2 separate regions of the Mus musculus genome follow, and region 2 is linked to region 1. Evidence: chromatin contacts called from public HiChIP or PLAC-seq data. All regions are on one chromosome and are shown on one strand. Each heading gives the region's core, a stretch centred on a gene start, on an enhancer-like site or on the middle of the called end of the contact. The rest is flanking DNA. Distances are from core to core; before and after follow the strand shown.

What was found. HiChIP or PLAC-seq counts read pairs in DNA pulled down with a chosen protein or histone mark.
Region 2: a contact with region 1 is called in an H3K4me3 HiChIP or PLAC-seq map of embryonic stem cells, with 34 read pairs. The contact joins the promoter of Cluh here to the promoter of Rap1gap2 in region 1. A contact is called at or near these places in 3 of 484 Hi-C or Micro-C datasets (the G1E-ER4 cell line and embryonic stem cells), 5 of 115 datasets of contacts at active chromatin or transcription factors (embryonic stem cells and pancreatic cancer cells) and 1 of 9 other capture datasets (pancreatic islet).

The regions. Positions count from the first base shown.
Region 1 is chr11:74,588,323-74,591,991 of GRCm38.p6, forward strand. It overlaps Rap1gap2 (RAP1 GTPase activating protein 2), which reads right to left and starts at 1,864. Exons shown (of 25, transcript NM_001015046.3): 1 at 1,638-1,864.
Region 2 is chr11:74,648,229-74,652,086 of GRCm38.p6, forward strand. It overlaps Cluh (clustered mitochondria (cluA/CLU1) homolog), which reads left to right and starts at 1,276. Exons shown (of 26, transcript NM_001081158.3): 1 at 1,276-1,466. The coding sequence starts at 1,367.

The DNA of each region.
Region 1 (3,669 bases), core at 614-3,113:
ACTTGATCAGATTTGCTTGCTTCCTTGCTTGCTTGCTTGCTTGTTTGTTGCTTTGGAAATCTCTAGTTTGAGTTTGAGTTTGTGTTTGTGGCTTCTGAGACGGGGTCTAACTTTGCAGCCCAGGGTTGCCTTGAACTTGTGGCAATCCTCCTGTCTCAGCCTTTCAAGTACTGGGATTACAGGTATAAGCCACCATACCTCAAAGGGGGTCTTAGGAAAGAGAGAGTGAAAAGCTATGGAGGTGTCACTCACAAGAGGACCTTCTGGAACAGGGACCACTTCCTGTTGAGCTAGGATGCCCTGACCCTTGCCAAGGTGAACATCTGCCCCTGCCCCAAAACAGCGACCACAAAGGGTCTTGGCTTCAACATGCCATCCCATCCCAGGCCCCAACCTTCCCCTGCTCCTTAGCATCTAGTGAGGGAGGAGGGGCCTGAGTCAGCTTCCAGACACCTGAGCAGACACATCCAGCAGTTACCCACCCTTAGTGCTGGGCAGCCCAGAACCCTTGCTTAGAGGTAGGTGATGCACAACCTCTCCCAAGTCCTGAGGGAAATCACTGCCCAAGACCTCACAGGCCCTGAGTCACTCCCAGCCTCCAGGTAGCTGTGCAAGCTTTTCTGTTTATTCTTCGCCCACAGCAGGAGGAGCAGAGGGGATGAGAGCTTTCTTCACCAAGGGAAACTGAGACCTATGAGGCTCAAAGGATAGCATGCCCTGATACAGGTCCAGGACAATTCTAGTAATACCTTTAGAGGCGACCCTGATGGGAGCCATTCAGAGGCTGATCCATGAATTTCGAGCACAAACCCTGGTAACATGTAAATGCCCTTCAGATTCAGTAAGGGTGAAAGAAAGCTACAGCGGAAAGCAGTGTGCCCCTTACCAGCTCCCAAGTCAGACATAACAAGTATAGGCAAAACCAAAGTGCAATCTATAGAGTCCCTCTGTCCTGTAAACAGGACCCCCACCCTTGACTGTCACTGCCACACCCACCCAAGGCCTCTAGAAATGAGCATCAGGCTGCAAAGCTGGCCTTGCCCCGCAGGTCCATGAAAGTCTCTGGACCGATTACTCCAATTCTACTGCCTCTCCCTGGAACAGGCACAAGCTGGCTTGGGGACAGACAGGCTGGGGCTTCTGATCTTGCCAATAAAAACAAGTCCTCCCTCCCCAACCTAGCAGCCTAGCTTCAGCATCCTCTTGGGGTTCCTGGCTTCTTTCCTTTACTGCCACCTGTAAACACCCACGTCTGACCTCCATCTCGGTCAGCGTCTTTCACCAGACTCCAACAGGGAGCTGACCAACATCACATGCACACACACGCGCGCGCGAGCCCGCGCACACACACACACACACACACACACACACACACACACACGCCCCTCTTCATGGTGTGTATGCTGTGTCGCATCCGCGCACCCGGCAGGGATTTCTGTGGACTGTCACCCTACCTCCCAGTGAGCCCAACTGCTTGGTGCGATGGGCGCGCGGAGCTCACCGGGGCCATCAGTGCTTTGCCAACACACACATCCACTCTCACAGCATCCTCTCCAATTCCACGCTCAGTCACACCCAGGACTCGCGTCCAGATGCACGCCGGCTGTGAAATTACAACCTAGCCCAGAGCCACTGACCTTCCCACACTCCCGACGTGGACAGAATGTCAATAGTCAGTCCTGCCGGCTCACCCAACGCGCGCGCTGGTCGGCGCGGCGCCCACAGCTCTCCATCAGGACCGAGCCCCCTCCTCCTCAACGCGGGGTTCCCTCGCAGCCCGCCCAGCCGCGTGCACCGTCACCGCGGCGCGCACACGCGCACACCGGCCGGCACAAAGCTGCGCCCTGCCACCCGCCGGCGGCCGCTCGCACACCTGGCGGGCGCGCCCCCGGCCTACGGAGCGCGCACACGCAGTCTCTGCCCTAGTCCGCTAGATCCCGCACTCCCGTCCCTCGGGGCTTTTCGGAGCTGGGTCCCAGCGGCGCCCACCGCGCAGCAGCGGGAGACCGGGCTGGGTTTGGGATACGGCGGTACTAATCGTCGAACGCCCTGAGGGATGCTCGTGTCCGCGCTGTCAGGGTATTGCCCCGGGGCGGCTCCTCCTGAACAAAGGCGCAGGGTGGGGCAGGTCCTGGGGATCCCAGAGAATGAAGGGAGAAGCCCACCTGCCCGCAAAGGTTCCTGAATCATAGGGCGCACGACACTGGGGGACTGAGAAGCTGAAAGATTCCTGGATTCCTGGTGGGACTCTCCTGAAAGTGTGCTATTGGAACTTGGAAGTAGGAGATCAGGGACTGCCGAAAACCCTGACGCTGACCCCTGACTGGGACGCGACAACCTACAGCTTTGATTCATTCCCTCCGAAGACTCCATCCCATCTTCCACCAAACCAAAGATGCTCCTGAACTTGAAGATGTTGAGGGACCGATGTTCCAGACATTCTCCGTAACCCCCACAGCAGGCAGCCTCTGATGCGCCTCCATTAATGGGAAGCTCATTCCCTGGAGGCAGCACTCCGGCAGCTTAAGCCCGAAAACATCTTTTATTTGCACGGAAATCTTCCTCAGTCCTAACCGTTGGACATAGCTCATTCTGTTCTGGCCACGATGTTCTGCGTCTAGAACATACCTCACACTTACTGTTTTCTTTGCAGAGATATAGTCTTACATCGGTGTCCTGCGCTCCCCTCCCCTAGCTAACGCTCTCATCACCACGGTCTCTGTATGGCTGCCCCTTTGTGTGGTCCAAGACCTCTTTCCATGCAAGTCACTTATCTGCGTGCCCTATTTTAGACTTCTGAGCAATCTTATCGGCTTGACAAACTATCTCCATGTTTGCATACTGATGGTTGGCCTTTCACACTCCAGTGTGTGTCCTATGTCAGGCAGAACCCTTGCCTGGACCACTCTAACCCCAGAACCTGGCCCAGAGCACAGTCACAATGCTCAGTGTTAGAAGGAAGTAAGGAAGGCAGGGACGGTGGACAGACCACAGTCTGGATCCTGAAATGCTAAGTACCGGGCATTGGAGGTTCTGGCTTGGGATCCAGTAGGGGAAAGGAGCTGTCAAGTGCCCACGGAACCAACAGACAGACAGCTTTACAATAGAGAGAACATCTCCTTCCCTTTGGATCCTATCCTGAGCACTTGAACCCCAAGATTCCAGGGCTGGTCAGCAGAGACAGTTCAGGAAGTCCAAGCTAACCCTAACCACCTGAGTTTGATGCTCAGGACACACGTGGTGCAAGGAGAGAATTGAGTCCTGAATGTTGTCCTCAGAACTACTCAGGCGTGCCATGACGCACATGCATACCATTACACACACAGACACACACACCATAAATGTATGTCTTAAAGAATAATAAAATTGAAAATAAAAAACTACAACAAAAAAGAAAGAAAGAAAAAGAAAAAGATGAGTGCTTACTTTGGTCAGTGTCTGAAACAAGCCACCGAGTCAGAACCCTTCAGGAAGCCATTTGCCTTGCTCAGGTGCCTGGGTGCAGACAGGATTAGAGGCCAGCTTTGATTTTACCTTACCCCTGTCATACTATCCACAGTCATCCCTCTATCCTCCAGAAATATTACAAGCCCTCAGTCCCAGTGACTCCTGAAACCAAGTTCAGTACCAAACTCTAAATGTACTGTGTTTTCTGTGTTTTCCTATGAA
Region 2 (3,858 bases), core at 26-2,525, 59 kb after region 1:
CAGTTCTCATCATCACATGTGCTCTAGGGGCAAACTGAACTTCCTATGTATTCTATTCTGACAGTGTGTTACTATGTAGCCCAAGCTGGTCTCCAAATTCAGGTCCTCCAGCCTTTACCTATCAAGAACTGGGATTGCAGGCCCTTGTGGTCACACTAGATCTCTAAAAGGAAAGCAGATTTAACTTTCCTTTGCAATGTATACAAGGGTGTATGTAGACCGCTCCCATCTCAGCCTCAGATTGCCAGGGTCCATTAAATCCTAGCAAGTGTAAAGACTGTGTTTAGTGTTTCACAAAGGGCTTTTCCACCTGTGCATGGAAGGCTTACCCTGTCCCCTCTCTGCCTGAACATAACTGTCTGGATAGACCTGGTTTCAATATCACCTGAGACTAGGGTTGTCTCTCAGCAGTAGACACCTTTACCATGCCAGAGGTCCTGAATTTAATACTCAGTAGGGCACACACAAGAAAAGTACCCCCCCTCCCCCAGCAATCATGGACCTCACTCCTTATTCCCCACCCAACCAAAAGAACTGAAAAATAGATAACAACTATAGTAAGGATCTATTTATTGGTCTAAATCTGAACTTGTTCTGTGACTTTGGCCCTCATTGTCCTTCACTGTAAACCAAGATAGTGGCCTGGAAGTGAGTGAGTGTGTGTGTGTTTTACACAGATAGGGGAGGAGCCCATGGTGCTGAGTCCAAGTTTTCATAGTCTGTTTCTGACACTTTATGCATATTTGCAACCTGCACACCTTCCTCAATAATCCACACTTGATCTTAGCCAAAAGGCCTAGAAGCGATCTTCCTCAATAATCCAAATACACTCTAGACCCTTCCCTTCAGTAGGAAAGAGCCCACTCGGTGAGGAGGATACAGAGGGTCGTGATAACAAAGCTGCTTTAGAACGACGCGGTCTTTTGGCAGATGCTCAATAAGAAGCAGAGGGTCATTGGGGGAGGGGGAATAGGGAGCGAAGGCAGTCCTAGACAAGTCTCCACCCAAGGTCACGGCGCCCGCCCAACGGGCGGCGAACCTAGGAAACGTCTCCCGGAAGCCCCGCCTCACCAGGGGGCCGAGGCCTCTCCCCTTTGAGCCCGGACGCGTTGCCTTTAAGGCTTTGAAAGAGTCACTGAATCTGTGAACTGACTACGGAGTGCTCGGTGTTTTGTCCCTCGTCGTCTGCCGTGGGCAGGCCGGGCGCGAGGGCGGGGTAGGGGAGCGGCGGCGGGGTCAAAGGCTAAAGCGCGCACCACGTGGGCCGGTGACTCCGTCCTTCCCGCAGCGGCCGTGGCGCGCAGGGCACTTGGGTTAGTGGCGCGGCGTGCGGCGCGGACAGGCGAGCCGGACGCCTGCTCCCGCCATGGTCATCAAGACGGACGAGTTGCCGGCGGCCGCCCCGGCCGACAGCGCCCGGGAGCACGGCTCGCAGGCCGGCGGCAAGGGGCGGCCGAACGCGGCTGGTGAGTGAGTGGGCCGGGGGCAGGGACAGCTGGGCTAGAGCCCGGGCCGAGTCCGGCCGGAGGGCTCGGGACTCGGTGGGAACAACCGTCTTCCCTCCGCGTCAGTGTGGGCGGTGCACTGGGCCGCCCCCGCCCTGAAGGTCACCTTCAGTGGCACCCCCGGCTACGGCCTGGACTTCGCACGTGGGGACCGTGGAAGGGCATCCACGGCGGACACACTCGCGCAAGATCGCGGGGACACGTGCGCGCACACGCGGTTTGGTTTCAGGGTGCGCCGCCGCCGCAGACCGATGGAATCGGCGGCCCCACCCCCTCCGCGCCCCTGCTTGGGGAGCTCTTGGGGCTGGGGGCAGTGACACTTGCGGCCCTGCCACCTTCTGGTTCTCTTGTCCTAGACGTTCCTGTGCGGCAGAGCTGCAGCACTGTGAGTGAGGCTCAGTTTGGAGCTGCCCAAACTTGGACTATGGGAAGAGCGCAAGTTGGGGTGTGTGTGTGTGTGTGTTATTGGGGTGGGTTGTCTCTGGTACATTCTTAGAGACAAGGGCTTAACCCCAAGTCATCAGGCTGTGGTCTCAATTCTTTTAGTTACTGGCCTCCACTTGATCAGGGGTTTGGGGTCCTGCCTGTGTGTGGGCAAAGCCTAGCTGTTTGTCAGGGGGAGGTGTTTGTGCCTGAACTTGATCATTAACCTGCCTTATTGCGAAAAGTGGGTCAGACTAGAGCTGCTGTTTTTTTAAGGCAAAGGTCATTAGTGTGGAGTGGAGCGCCCAGCTCTCCCCCGTGGGGGCTGTGTGGTGGTGGCTTTGGGAGTGGCAGAGGCTTGTCTAGGGGTGGGGCCTACTTCTCTTGTACTTAGCCTGTGCCCTTTCTGTTAGTTTTTTACCAAGTCTCAGGCTCCAGCCTTGAAACTGGAAACCCCTTCCTAGGGCCTCCTCACTTTTCCTCAGAGCCAGCCTGGTCCTTTCTACCCAGGATGCCAGTGAGTGCAGACCCTCTTTATCTCTCTTTTCCTCAGCTCATCTCCTTATTCTTCCCAGCTCCGGTGAGCAGACTAAGGCTAACACGGGAGTAAGGATGGCCCTAATGGGCCTAGCACTTGCTAGACTGTTATCCATCACAGTGGACTTACCTTGCCCAAGACAAGGCCTGAGTTGTACCCAAGCACAAGAAGTGCTGAAAAATGTCGTGGCTCTGAATCCATGGGCAGGCTGGGTAAGAGAAGGTTAGAGCTGCCTGTTTCCCCTCCATCAAAGAGATCTGAAGAGATATGAAGCAGCTTGTCCAAGGTCATAGTGATTTCATTGTCCAGGGAAGCATTTGGATTTCCAGTTTACGGCTAGCATGCCAAGTCTACCCCAGCCCAGCCTAGAGGAAGCTGAGGTGGGCATGCTGGGTTATTATGTATGTGATTCAGGGGATTTAGGAACTGGAATGGTAGTGGAGGATTTTTGATGAATGAAGCTCCCTTAACTATATGCTAAGGGACTCTTGGGTGTGTGTGTGTGTCAGGGGGTGCTGGGTTGGGGTCAGAGCATAGTTCTTCATCTTGGGGACACACAGGACTTTCTACTTGGTAGGATCTTGGCTTCTGTGTCCCAGAAAACTGGTATAGATAACAGACTATCCGGCCATCTTGGATCTGTTCAAAAGAAGAAAGACATAAATGGAGCCTGTGTCGTGTTTGTCCTGCTCCCCCTGCCCTCCCCCACCCATCTGCTATCCCATGGTAAGGTTTCTGCATGGGTATCAAAGTGTAGCCCCTGACCCACAGCCCCTCTTTCTAGAGCTCTCCAGTACCTTTGAGGAGGCGATCGAGGCAGGCCAGGGACAGTTACCTTAAGAATAAAGTAACTTTTAGGGGTTAAGAGAACAGGCAGGTTTTTCAAGTTCACAGTGGTGTGTCAGGTTCCTTCTGTACAGGGGAGGGCTCCCTGAGTTGGGCGTGGAAACTGAAGGGGACTTGGCAGACGAGGGGAGAATTTAGGGGCTTATAAGCTCTCCAGCAGGATCTTAAAGCTCTTTTTGGGTGGTGTCTGAGAAGACACTTGGACCTTGAAGACCTATTTCTGGTCTGGGGAAACAGGAAGGAGGCAAGCAGGATCTTCCATAAGCTGTCTCTCTGCCTCTGTCCTCTTGTCTTGAAGCCCTGGGTTCAAGGATGGGGCAGTGTATCTTTTGGAGTTCGACTTCCTGTTCTGCCCCTACCTGCTGATTCCTTAGCTAGGGTGTGGCCTGGCCCTGGCATAGTCTCTGAAGATGCTGTCAGACTGGAGTGGCATACAGAGACTACTTGTGGTTACTCAGACCCCTTTGTAACTCCTGCCTGTGACCATCTCTGGCTAGGGGAGTGCTGTCTAGGCCTAGGAAGGCTGTGTGTTGTCTTTCCGCTCGG